Linked DNA regions of Mus musculus: regions 1 and 3 are each linked to region 2. Evidence: chromatin contacts called from public Micro-C and promoter capture Hi-C data. All regions are on one chromosome and are shown on one strand. Each heading gives the region's core, a stretch centred on a gene start, on an enhancer-like site or on the middle of the called end of the contact. The rest is flanking DNA. Distances are from core to core; before and after follow the strand shown.

Region 1 (4,575 bases), core at 903-3,402, 280 kb after region 2:
AAGTGGTAAACCCCGAATAAACTCTTCTGTAAGTTGCCTTGTTCATGCTATTTTGCCAGAGCAATAAAATAAATAAATACAGTGAGTGTGTGTGAGAGAGTGTCAGCGCCATGACAGTATGGGTGCTTGTGTGTGTGTACGTGTGTGTGTGTGTGTGTGTGTGTGTGTGTGTGTTACTGGAGAGTAAATCCATGGCCTTCCATAGCTCGGGTAAGTGCTCTACCATTGAGCAGCAGGCCTAGCTCCTCTTTAGATGTTTAGAAGAAACCAGGCTGCTAATATAAAATCTCAGCTTCTGCAACCACCAGGACACCTTCTATATCATGAATTCCTTCTACATTAAGAGGCCCAGGTTAGCTTAAAGCACACACACACTCAGGCAGCCTGCCACTCTAGTTCCTGCGTTGGCTTGGTGAAGGGTACCTCCCCAGTGGCAGGGCAGAGGTAGCTTGACAGTGTTTAGCCATTTGCTTCCTAAGAGGAGCCTTTGCGGAATCCTATGGTGTAACTAACTTGCAGTCAGATTTACACTATTGCTCTGACATCCCTGGATGCAGCAGGGAAGAGCAAAGTAGCTGCATTCCCATGGCAACCATGTGGCACTGTTCAACATGAAATTACCTCAACTGCACAGAAAGTTGTAACTTTGATTTTTTTTTCAAAACCTATTTTTGATGATGGTTCTTAAACGCGTCCCTTTTAGCCCACCACCCACCAGAGGTAGTGGAAAAGAAAGGCTACAGGGGAAGCGGACCTGTCTAGAAATGGAGCAACTCCTGTCTGTGTTGTCTGGAAATTGGCACTTCAGCTCACAGGGCAGCAGCAGCAGCAGCAGCAGCAGCAGCAGCAGCACAGTCCACTCAAAAACACTCCATGGAAATATCAGCTGTCCAGTTCCAAAGAGTTGGGTTAGCAGCATTGGTGCCAGGCCTCAGCCTCGGCACAAGTCAGCAGGAGGGACCAGGACCAGCAGGAACACCAGGAAAATTTCTCAGTTGTGCCTCTCTCAGCAAAGTAAGGATCAGCAAAGATGTGAGACCAACAAGCATTGCACAGCCAGCTCTATAAGAAAGCCAAGCTCTGCCTTCATCACAGTCTGTTAGGTCCTATTTATACTCCCTCCAAACATCACATGTCCTTCACTGATCTTGCCTCAGCACGTGAGTGCGACTCAGCTGATTTCACTCTGCCAATCAGCCCGAGACGGAGGAAGCGTCAAGAAGCACACCACCAGAAGGGTTTTTTGGTGCGTTTCTCTCTATAGAGTCCTAACAAATGCAGCTCAACTACACAATGTAAGGTGGACCAATACATGCATGTCACTAGTGAAGAATCCTTCATCGCGAGTCCTTTCATGGGCTTGCTTTAGCAGAATATCCTTTCTCCTGTGTCAGCTAAACTTTCTTTCACCTGTTTGCCCCAGCAAAACACCATCCAACACAACTGACTTCCCAAAGAACCCTTAAGTTTCCACTTCAGGAAGTAGCCAGATAGCTGGGAAGTGATGGGCTTTCAGCATCTACTGCTTTTGTTTTTATTGTAAGTACTTCATGCAGTGGTTTGAAGGACATGACTCCCATAGGCTCATATATTCGAATGTTTGGTGGTCCCCCATTGGTGGAACTGATTAGAAGGAGTGGGAGGAGTGGTTTCTCTGGAGGAGGCGTGGCTTCACTGGAAGAGGTGTGTCACTGGGGCTGGGCTTTGCGCTTTCCAAAGTTCATACGTTCTCAGTTAGCTACACCCACAACCCCCGACCTGGTGCCTGTAGATTGGGATGTAAATTTTCAGCTTATGCTCCGGCACCATACCAGCCAGTCTGCTGCCATGCTTGCTGACATGATGATCATGGATTCTAACCCTCTGGAACCTTAAGTCCCAATAAACACTTTTATATGTTGCCTCGCTCATGTATCGGGAGCAATAATTCTCTGGAGGTTTTTAATCATTTAATAATGCTGCATTTGACAACTGGTTCACAATAATTGCTAAAAGCTTGGTGACCATCTCTTGTATTCTCTTACTCTACCATCCAGCACACTATGGTGGTGGTGGTGGTGGTGGTGGTGGAGGAGGAGGAAAACTGGAACCTAAGCAATCACAAGAAACTACATTTCCCAGAAGCCTCCTCTCCCAGGGCCTGCCCTCCGCTGTTACCATAGAGACAAGTAACAGTAAGGCTGTTCTTGGAGGGTAAGGAGGGAACTGGAAACTGGGCATGGCTGGACCTGCTTGAGATAGGGAGGGAGGGCCCAGAGAAGCAAAGTATTCCTTCCTGGGGTCTCCTAGCCCTGACCTGTCGGGAAGGGCTGTTTTGTGGAGAGGAGAAGGCTGCTGGGAAGAGGCTCTGGTAGGACACTATGGGTCCCTCAGTAGCTGAGGAGGTAGCCTGTATGGGGGGGGGGGTGTTAATGTTGCAGGTCTGGACCCAGACCCACTTTGATGGCCTAATTTGTGACCTTGAGCCCCAGCTAGAGCTGGCCTGCCCCCTGACACCTTGATCTTTCTGTCATGTTTCTTTCCTTGCTCCCCACCCCCCATCTCCCACCCCTTTCCCTTCCATAGCTCCCCTCTTACATGGGTTTCAAAGGCAGAAATCCATGGGTTCCAGTCAAAGATCTGCTCTCTGCTGTATGTAACTCCGATGATTCTCTTAGGCTCTCTAGTCCTTGCTCTTCTCACCTGTAGAATGGGACTCATAGGACTAACTACATCAGTCTGTTAAGGATGAGGGATATCATTTTTGTGTTTACCACACAATAGGTTTCTAGTGAGCTGTGAAATAAAAGTATAACTTTATTAATAAAAATATAACCCACTTCTTGGTTATCTCCCTGTACCTAAGAGGCAGCAAAGGGCTTTAAAAACCAGACCATGCTGCTAGGTTGGAGGTCTGTTCCTGGCTGGTGGAAGGGATGCTTCCAAGGGATGTTGCTCCTCCTCCATGAGGAATGTACCTGGGACCACTCAGCATGTACGAGTGGTCTCGGTGACTTCTTCCTGTCGGACAACGGCCATTTTGAGCGTCTTTGCTTTTTCCTCATCTCTAGCTGTCAGGATGGAGGTCCTGAGAGAGAAAGTGGAGGAGGAGGAGGAGGCTGAGCGTGAAGAAGCAGCCGAGAGGGCCGAACGGACTGAGAAGCTGGAGAGGGTGACAAAGTCCGCCGAAGTGAGCAGAGAGGGGACCATCCTGAGCCAGGATGAGCTTCGAGACCTGGAGGGGAAGCTGATGGCCATCGAGATCCCTACCCAAGCTGATCACTCGTGAGTGTCCGGACTGGGGCTTTCCCAGCCCAGCGCTGGCGGTCAGAAAGGACCAAGGCAGGATTGGTAGCATCTGGGCTGGGAGCGGGGGTCATAGAGGGATGTGATTCAGTTTGAGGTTCTACTCCCAGACTGCTCACCTTGCCCCAGTTGTGTGACTGGGGTGTGTGGGGATGAGGGGTACGGGGGTGGGGGGAAGGCCGTCAACCTTTTGCAGCCTCCATTACTTTGTCTGTGTAAGAGTGAAAATATAAGTAGTGGCAGTCTCCATGGAGTTGTGAAAATCAAATGAAGATAAGGCAAAGACAGCTCAGGCATTTTAGGGGATTTCTGGGTGTGCCAAGCATGGCCTCTCTTAGATTATTGTTATCTTTCCTTGGACACAGGGTCATAAGCCAGGCCCCTGTTGATGTCACCAAGCTGCCTCCTTCCTATACCACCAACTCATTGAAGGAGGAGCACCTGCTGCTGGTGGCAGACAACTTCTCCCGCCAGTACAGCCACCTGTGTCCAGACCGCGTGCCTCTCTTCTTGCACCCGTTAAATGAGTGCAATGTGCCTGTAAGCCTGGGGCTTGGAGGGCAGGGCCTGAGCAGGAGCGGGGTGAGGGTGGGGAATGGGGTGAGGCATACCCAGTTCTACGTGGTGGTCTCTGGGTCAAATCCCAGCTGTCCTGTAGAAGTCCCTGTGAATCAGCTCTGGCCTGTCAGGGGCTGGAGAGACATACAGACTCCTGGGTGGGTGGGGGGGGGGGGGTTGCAGGCCTGAGATCTGAAGCTCTGATTGGAAGCTGTAGATGAGCCCAGGGCCTGACACATAGTAGCCTAGCACCCTGCCACTGCACTGTATCTCCAGCCTTTTCAGTCTTGAGTTAAGGTGAGGTGTTACTATGTAGCCCAGGATGCCCTTGAACTAGCTGTGGCTTTCAGTGTTGATTACAAGGGCCTGACACATAGTTTAGGCTAGTGCCCTGCCATTGAGCTGCATCTCCAGCCTTTTTAGTCTTGAGTTAAAGTGGCTACTATGTAGCCCAGGATGATCTTGAACTAGAGGTTGCTCTCCGTGTTGATTACTAACATATTCTAGGAGACTGTGCCTATGTATAGGGTAGCCACAGATGGGGAAAACTGAGGCTCAGGGAGCTACCTGGGGCCATGTGGAGGGTAGGCCTGCTCTGCTCATCTTTTTCCTATTGCTTTGCTCTTCCCTTGAGGGGTCAGTACCTGCTACTGGAGACCACCCTGGTCACTAGTTACCTCTGTCCAGAACCTCTGTAGGTCTCTGAAAAGACCTTGTCCTGGTTGGAGATCT
Region 2 (4,177 bases), core at 210-2,709:
CCTAGACTTCTGGGTTTTATTTCCCTGTTTGGTTTGGAGTTTTTGTTTTTGTTTTTGTTCTAGCCAGGCTGGAAGTCACTATGTAGCCCAGGCTAGACTTGAACTTTAGACGATCCTTCCTCCACCTCTTCAGTGCTGCAATTACAAACATGAGGTACCCTACCTGGCCCAGCCCTCCATTTTTATCACTTCTTATTAAGTCTCTCCAGCTGTAAAATGAGGCTTCCTGGCTTCTTATCTGGCCAGCTGAGGGCAGGTTCTCTGGGCCTCAGTGGATATTGATCCCTGCCAGGACAGCCACCCTCAACACTATCAGTACCCACACCAGGTGCTAGCCCTGCTACAATGTATAGCAGGAGAGAGCACGAGGTCTTCGGGGGCGGCAGCTGCAGCCTCTGCAGTCTGGACCAGGCTGGCTATGGTCCAACTGGCACCTTAGCCTAGGACAGTTTTCTACACAAACTGGTTTTTCCTTCTGGCTGGCAGCCCAAAAAGAGTAGCGCAATTCACTCCCAGCCCGAGGCTGGGGAGGCTCTGACTTTTCTAGACTCCCAGGATTGTACTCCCTGTCTTCCGGGAAGTCAGGTTGTGTGCAGTACCCAAGCTTTGCTGCTAGGTCTTGCCTGGTCTCATGGAGAAAGCTTCTGGAAGATCCGAGCCAGAAGCTGGGTTAGCCAGACTCTACAGTGGCAGAGCTACCCTGGAAGGAGGCAGGACCTCTCTAAGGCTCTGCATTAGGGTCCAAGAGGAGCCAAGAGACCCTTAGCTCCGAAGACAAGTTCGTGGCTGTGCTGTTTCGGGAGCTAGCAGAAGGCACAGCCAGCCCTGGATAGAGCAAAGGCTAGAGGGGCTACACAACAGCTAAGGAGGCCAGGAGGCCCATGTTCCCTCCATGTCCATGTCCTCAGCAGCCCTGGCTCTGCAGTCTTCTCCTCCGTGGTCTTGATAAGTTTATCGAGTGAAGCTCTGTGTGATTTGGAATGGTCTCTCCCTTCTCTGGGTCTCAGTTTCCCCACCTGTCCATAGAAGGCAGGACTGGATCTATGTTTCAGGAAACTGCTTGCCAGGTTCGGTGTTGAGTCCAGCAGATGCATAGGCTGAAATGTATCTGGGGATTTTAAGGGGTGATTGCTGGGGGTTCTGCATCGCATGGGCGAAAGACCCCATCTGCCCCCAGATCAAGAAAGAGCTTGGCAGATCCGGCCTGGCGGGGACCAGCGCTCTGCATGTCCCTGGCTCAGTGTCCGGCTTAGACAAGACCTAGGTTCTCCAGGGAAGGTAACCCTGCTAACCCACCAGGTTCCCATCGCGCCGCTCCCGCAGCGGAGCCCAGCGCAGGATTGCAACTGGTTCCCTGGCAACCTGGGAGGAATCCAGCCGCAGCTACAGGCTCTTCCTCTCCCCTCCCACCGCCTCCTACTGCGGGCGCCGGGGGCGGAGGCTGCCAGCCCATTATAAAAAGCAACCGAGACCAGCCGCGAGTGACTACTAGGAGCTGCGACACGGCCCAGCCTCCTGGCCCGCCGAATTCCTGCACTCCAGCCATGGCTCCCTCGCCGCTCGCGTGGCTGCTGCGCCTGGCCGCGTTCTTCCATTTGTGTACTCTGCTGCCGGGTGAGTGGGTCCCGGACCCTACCTCGGGGAGAAAGGAAGGGTATGCAGACTGCATCTCCCTGGGGAAAATAGGCCCCCGCGAGTCCCAGCCATCCCAGTGGCTTCTGGGGTGGGAGTCGGGGAGACACCTCGGAGGTGTCTGTGGGAGACAGAAGCTGTGTGGGGAGGAGAGCGAGGGCTGAGGGAAACCTGAGCAGGCTCCTGGCTGACGGACAAGAGGTGGTTCTTCCTACTGAGGTTAACTATAACCTGTATAAGCTCTGGCCCGGGGCCAGGGACTAGGTAGGACTTTCCCCTGCCCTGTCGCTCCAGGCCCCCAGAAATAGTTAAGGTCAAGGTCACTGCAGCTCATGGGGATGGAGCTTGTCTCTAGTACTGGCGTGCAGCTTGTCGTCTCTCTGCCTGTGTCTCCCCCATCATCCTTGCCACTTTCTCCAAACCCAGCTTAGAAAATATTTTGTCTCTACGGACTTGCTTCCTGGAGTCCACTACCTGGTAGTACAAGGTGTAGACATTCCTAGGGACATAGGAAAGATGGAGAGCTAGAGCTAGAGATCTGTTTGAGGATGCTCAGCCAGTATGCAGGGCAGGAGAGAGTGATGCCCAGGGACTTAAGGAAGGAGAGACCAACAGCCTTGCCCACCTTCTCTTTTGACCATTCCACCTCCTTTAACCTCTAGAGCTCCATCCTCAGGGAGGGCCGAGGCTATTTAGCCAGGCTAAATTAGCAGGTTGTCGCTCAGAGAAGGTGGCACTCTGCCTTAGGGCGCACTGTGAAACTGGAAAAAAATGAGAGCCAACCCCCAGCATCAAGGATATCTCCATGGAACTAAATCACCAGTGCCACAGGGAGCTGGGTGGGTGAGTGGGTGGGAGTGGGGGTGGTGGGATAAAATTGTGCCTGCCTTTCTGCTGTCTGAGCTCTGGCCCTCAAGCCTGAGATATTTGTAGACAGTGCGCACGGGGAAGTAGGAATCAGATGGAGGTTGCTTTGCCATCACCTCCCTGTGTGTCAATGGAGCAGGGTCTTGACTTCTCTGGTCCCAACTGCTGTAGCATTCACGCCTTACCGGTGAGAAAACTCCAGTGTCTAGGGAGGCATTTTGGAAAGTGCATGTGGTCATGGTGGTAGCTATCACTTTCCTAAGCTTATAGGGAAATCCTAGGCAAGGTTGAAAAGAAAACCCAGAATGTCTGATGCCTGAGGACCCTAATCGTGGTTGCTGGCTTTGCCAGGACACAGTGAGGATGGATGACTCAACCCCAGTGAACCTCAGTTTCTTCTCCCCTTGAATGAGGTATTCAGCTGGGTTCACCCTAGAGCTCCCTCAGCAAGGGGGGGGGGGTGTCTCAGGCTTTAGGGATGCTGCAGGCTGGTGCAGGGCATCTGCGTCAGTCCCCAAATGTGGGTCTGCAGGGCTGTGTCAGGCGAGCGAGCGAGCGCTCAGCGCTTTATGTAACAAACCTGCAAATGCAAGTTGGAGCAGGGAAGGCTGCTCTCCAGCACTGACGCATTCACTCCCACTCAAGTCTCAGCAAGAAAGAGAAAAAGAAAGAAAAAAAATATATCTGCTTTCAGCTGTTCCAGCCTGCTTCCCCCATCCTCAGTGGGGGTGGAGGGGGGCAGAGGCGGACAGCTCCAGTGTCAGTCAGATCGAGGGCCCTATGGATTTAATTAGAAGCTCCCCCCCCACACACACACACACACTTCTCTGTTGGTCGAGGTTTTATATGCCATTAAGCACCTCTGCATGCATCTCATCCATTCATTTGGTTGGCAAACTGGACACCTGCTGTGCGACAAGCGCATTTCTGGTTGCTAAGACCACAGCAGGGAATAAAGGGCCCACGGGGCCCAGCTCTCAGGGTGCTGAAATTTGGCTGCAATACACAAAAATAAACCAGTAAGCCATTTGGTCTGTTAGAAGGAAAAAGCACAGGAAGGGAGGGGTGGCTTAACTTGTGTTGTTTGCTTGGTTTATGTTTTGTTTTTGAGGCAGGGTCTTTCCATGTAGCTCTCCTCCTGCCTCAGCCTCCTGAGAGGGGCCTATGGGAAATGTGCTGTTCTATGCCTACATGATGTTGACATTATCTGTGGGAAGAAGGTTGGGAAATGAATGAGCTCCCTATAGGATGATGGTCCTCCCAGGGGATATTTGGCAATTTCCAAATTTATTATTATTATTATTATTACAAATGTCCCAATATTTTCAGCTCCTGGTGTAGAATGCACAGTGTCAGCCCCCACAACAAAAAATGAGCAGGTCCAAAATGAGAACAGTATGGCCATTGAGAAAAGCTGCCCCAGGGCCCACCCAGTGTGTCTTAGCAGTCCTTAAGGGACAACCGGAAGCATGCTTCTCCCAGGAAGCCTCCCCTGATTACTCCTCACATTTGAAAGCTATCTCTCATTCCTGTAAATCCTAGGGTGTTTGTGAATGGCCAGAATGTGAGGCTTTGCCAGGATTATGCAACTGTAGTGTTTAGGAAAAACCTGCTCTGCCACAAGCAGTAGACTGTGCTTACAGTGGCAAGCAGCTGAACCCTCTGATCTTCAGCTTCT
Region 3 (4,059 bases), core at 77-2,576, 480 kb before region 2:
GAGACTGTTTTAAGAGTTAGCATTTTTTTCCCAATGTTTTTTATAAATTGGAGTGATTGTTTTTGTGGTGGCTTTTTAAAAATACATCCAAGGGTATGGGGGACTTTTGGGAGAGCATTGGAAATGTAAATGAGGAAAATACATAATTAAAAAAAAATCCTCAAAAGTTCTGGCTGGGATTAGTCAGTGGTCAGAGGTCCTGAGCTCTGTTTGGCTTCTTGACCATTTTCTCTCCTCAGGTATCAGCATGCTCTTTAAGGATGCAGAGGGCGGAGTTGGTGCTATCTCCTTGAACTTAACTTACGCCTTCCTCACCCTCTTACTTCCCTGGCAGCTTTCTCCTTTAGGAAGAGCAGCAGTGGGTGGATAGGGGTGGGTGCATTAGAAGGTGCTGGAGGGAAGGCAGAAGGAAGGGAAGGCCAGTACAGGAGCAGAAACACTCATACACAGGTTTGTTTTTCAGAATTGTACCCCCCCCAGTAGTAAAATAAAAAGCAGTACAAACAGATTTCAAGACAGACGTGAGACTTCACTAGTCACATTTGCTTAGTATTCATTCTGCAGCTTTCACTGTTGAGAGAGGCGCCAGGAGAACCAACTTTTCCCCACTGCAGTGCATTTCTCTGCTTCTATCTTTAGAGTGTTGCCAAGGGGCCAGAAAACAGGTTTTGAAGGAGAAATTCAGAGCCTGGGGAGAGGAACACAAAGAAAACCCTCTTTCCTGGAGGCGCTCTTGAGGTGGAGTGGGAGGGAGAACAGGAGGCCGTGGCATTTACTGATAAAGTGGGCTACGGTGGCAGCCCAGAGAGCCTCTGGGAGGACAGAACCGTGTTATTTAGGTTAAACTCTTATTTTAAGCCCTAAGAAACTTAAATAACCTTGTAAGGACTTATGTTTAAGTTCCTAGAGTGCTGGGTAATTAGAAGTGCATTCACTCCCTCTTAAAGGGTGAGCCACTAAGGTTGAGCTCTTCTTACTTTCATGTGCCTATAATGATGGAGGTGCTTCTGTCAGGCCTGGCATGGTAATTGGTCTGAAAGCCAGCTCCAAGCAGGGCAGGGATATACTCATCAGTGATCAGAGCTCTTAGGATTGGCAAGGCAGAGGCCCATCTTCTGCACTGAATTTGAGCCAGGGGCATCTCAGACATAAAACCTCAACCCTTCCTCATTCTGCCTGCCAGTGCAGTCATAGCCAGGTAACTCCTCCCCTTGTACATGGTTGTCATACACAACCTCATTTATATGCAGAGCATTTCTGACATGTGGGCCATGGTAAAACAAATGACAGATGTGGTGCTGACACCAGCAACTGACGCCCTGAAGAGCCGGAGCAGTGTGGAAGTGCGTATGGACTTTGTCAAGCAAGCCTTGGGATATCTTGAGCAGAGGTAAGGAAGCTCGCTCTCTCGCTCTCTCGCTCTCTCTCTCTCTCTCTCTCTCTCTCTCTCTCTCTCTCTCTCTCTCTCCCTCCCTCCCTCCCTCCCTCCCTCCCTCCCTCCTCCACCCCTCTCTCTGTCTCTCAGTATGTCCGTGTCTGGTCAGGGCAGGCTTTCACCTTCCCTAAAGTCACATGTTACTTGGTCTTACGTAGTTCTGGGACTGAGTGTGTTATAACTGGAGTACTTTAAACTGACTGGAGCTGAGCTAATTCTGTTGTCAGAACACTTATCTACTCAGACTGTTTCTGCACTTGATAAAATCATACATGGAAAGGGTGGTGAGGGAAAGCACTGTTCACATCTTTTATTTCTCTGCTTTCCATAATTTAACACGGAGACATGTTGATTAGATCATAATGACTTGGGTTATAATTCTGATTTCCTAATATGGTCCAGCATTCACTCCTCAGGTTCCTTTGTTTTCTTACAGCTTTTTAACTCACTCTTGCAATAAATGACTTGGAAATCTTAGCAAGGCCCCTGTAACTTTACTCTCCTTGGCCCTACCCAGTTAACCCCTGAGTCAGGGCCCTGCATAGCTGCCGAGGCCAGCGCTTTGTGCCTGGGCTTTCTTCCACCTCCTCACTAATCAGAGTTGGTTCGTAGCTGGTTCGTCATACCCTATTGTCCACTTCATTACTAGGGCCAGCACCATTCATTGTATTTGTGACAGTCTGTGGAATGCCAGCAGGGATGGTCAGGAGTGTGACTCTAAATAGAGTCAGGGTGCTGGGTGTCACCCCGCTGGCCTGAGAGGAGAAAGCTTAGCTGAGTATACGAGCTGAATTGCAGCCTTAGCCAGTCTCAAATGCCAGCAGCCTTGCAGTGTGGTTGCTTTGTCAACAAAATACTACTTGATTAGGAAGATCCCTGAGGGAAGTCAGACTTGATGCTGCAGGGAACTGGTTTTCATAGCACATATCACACTAATTGCACCTTAGTGACATGAAATGCACGCCCTCACCAGTCTCCATTCCTGATACTAGAAATCTGCATCTGTAAACCGGGGCTGTTGTTGACTTTCTCTAATCTCTCTGTGTAAAGGTTTGAGAAATAGTTCTTTAGACTTTGACTGTTTTCACGTTAGTTTACATTTTTATTTTTATGGTTAGTTATGCCTGTGTACCACAAGAGTACGGTGTCCATGGAGGCCAGACGAGGGTGTTGGACCCCCTAGGACTGCACCCCCTAGACACTGTGAGCCAGCCACTGTGTGGGTGCTGGAACTGAACCTCAAGTCCTCTGGAAGAGCAGTCAGTGCTCTCAGCTGATTAGCCATCTCTCCAGCCCCACTGGCTAAGCTTTTGTGATGGAAGTTTGACTGTATTGACTGTCAAGTATAAGGACCCTAATAAAGTAATATTTGTTCATTTTTAGTTACAAGACTAAGAGCCAGATAATCTTATACCGTATAAAAATCTTAAGGAATTAAAAATTAAATGCTTTTTCTGTTAAACCTAATCATTAAGTTGGTGTTTCAGCTACCAGGTCTGTGTTCTATTGTTTATGCATCCCAGTTTATTATTTATTCCACGCAGTTTTTAACTTTTTAAATGTATTTATTTTATGTGTATGGGTGTTCTTCCTGAAAGTACATATGTACACCATGTGTACGTCTGGTGCCAGTGAGGTTGGTACAGTGAGGTTGTAACAGTATGGAGTTACAGACAGTTGTGAGCAACCATATGGGTGCCAGGAACCCAGCCCAGGTCCTCTGTAAGAGCAGAAAGTTCTCTTAACAGCTAATCCATTTCTCCAGCCCAGACTTTAGTTATTCTTTCATTGCCCATTCTCTAGCTGGACTTTTAGAGCTCCCTAGAAGCACCTGTCCAGTTAATAAAGCCTTTTCTCCATCTCTTGAGTAGCATTACTCTCTACAGCATCCTTTTGAATGCTTTCTTATTACCTATTTAGAATAGCAATCTCAGGGATACAGTTCTGCAGGTGCCTTTCTGCTGACAGTCTACACGTAATGTTTCAGGATACATAATCCACCAGATGGTAAAGTAGACCTGGTTCCAAATAGGTTTTTAGAGATCAGGCCAAAAATGTTGAGAAAATATAGGCTTGGTCTGTCCCTTCCGTGTTCCAAGGCTTGAGATAGGATATATTTGTCTTGGTTTTCAAGAGTTTAGAATTCTTTAATTTAGGATCTTGCCAGCACACGTGTCTTATTACAAGTTGGAAGAGGTAGTAGTGGGCATCTGTTTGCTCTGGCTACTACATAGAACTCTGTCCTCTCATCTTGTGCGTTTAAATACTTGCAGTGGTGGGGAGAATGCATTTATAAACTACCTTGTGCTTCTTTTCCATTATACATGCTTTTTATGGAAACTTTGGAAAATGCTGAAAAGAAGACCTGCAGAAGAGAGGTCCCCATCCCTCACACCTAGAGACTCCTTTTGCCTCCTCATAGTGTCCTCCTCTTCCTTCTTTAGTCATGAGTATTTAGTTTAGTTTTATTTTTTGTAGTTATGATCTAGATATATATGATACATAATTTTGCATAGTTCACTTTTAATTCTTAAACACCATTATTACTAATGCATCAAATTTTACGATTTGTTCTCTGAAATTGGTCTTTGGGTTTATTCCCCGTCTTTCCCCCTCTCTCACCT

What was found. Promoter capture Hi-C pulls out the DNA fragments that hold promoters and counts their contacts. Hi-C and Micro-C count contacts between places; a contact is called where the count stands out from the background.
Region 1: a Micro-C map of the G1E-ER4 cell line shows a contact between it and region 2, with 2.5 times the contacts expected there. The contact joins the promoter of Drc7 here to the promoter of Cx3cl1 in region 2. A contact is called at or near these places in 2 of 484 Hi-C or Micro-C datasets (both in the G1E-ER4 cell line) and 1 of 9 other capture datasets (adipose tissue).
Region 3: a promoter capture Hi-C map of cranial neural crest shows a contact between it and region 2. The contact joins the enhancer-like site here to the promoter of Cx3cl1 in region 2. A contact is called at or near these places in 5 of 39 promoter capture datasets (the C10 cell line, cranial neural crest, liver and 2 more).

The regions. Positions count from the first base shown.
Region 1 is chr8:95,052,951-95,057,525 of GRCm38.p6, forward strand. It overlaps Drc7 (dynein regulatory complex subunit 7), which reads left to right and starts at 2,153. Exons shown (of 18, transcript NM_001042715.3): 1 at 2,153-2,193; 2 at 3,051-3,264; 3 at 3,651-3,825. The coding sequence starts at 3,059.
Region 2 is chr8:94,770,721-94,774,897 of GRCm38.p6, forward strand. It overlaps Cx3cl1 (chemokine (C-X3-C motif) ligand 1), which reads left to right and starts at 1,460. Exons shown (of 3, transcript NM_009142.3): 1 at 1,460-1,614. The coding sequence starts at 1,545.
Region 3 is chr8:94,295,200-94,299,258 of GRCm38.p6, forward strand. It overlaps Nup93 (nucleoporin 93), which reads left to right. Exons shown (of 22, transcript NM_001357266.1): 8 at 1,251-1,390. Among named protein-coding and RNA genes, the nearest start is that of Mir138-2, 27 kb to the right of the region's middle. Within about 2 kb of position 1,327, at least 35 of the 459 cell types and tissues checked have an H3K27ac peak or open chromatin away from gene starts, as enhancers often do.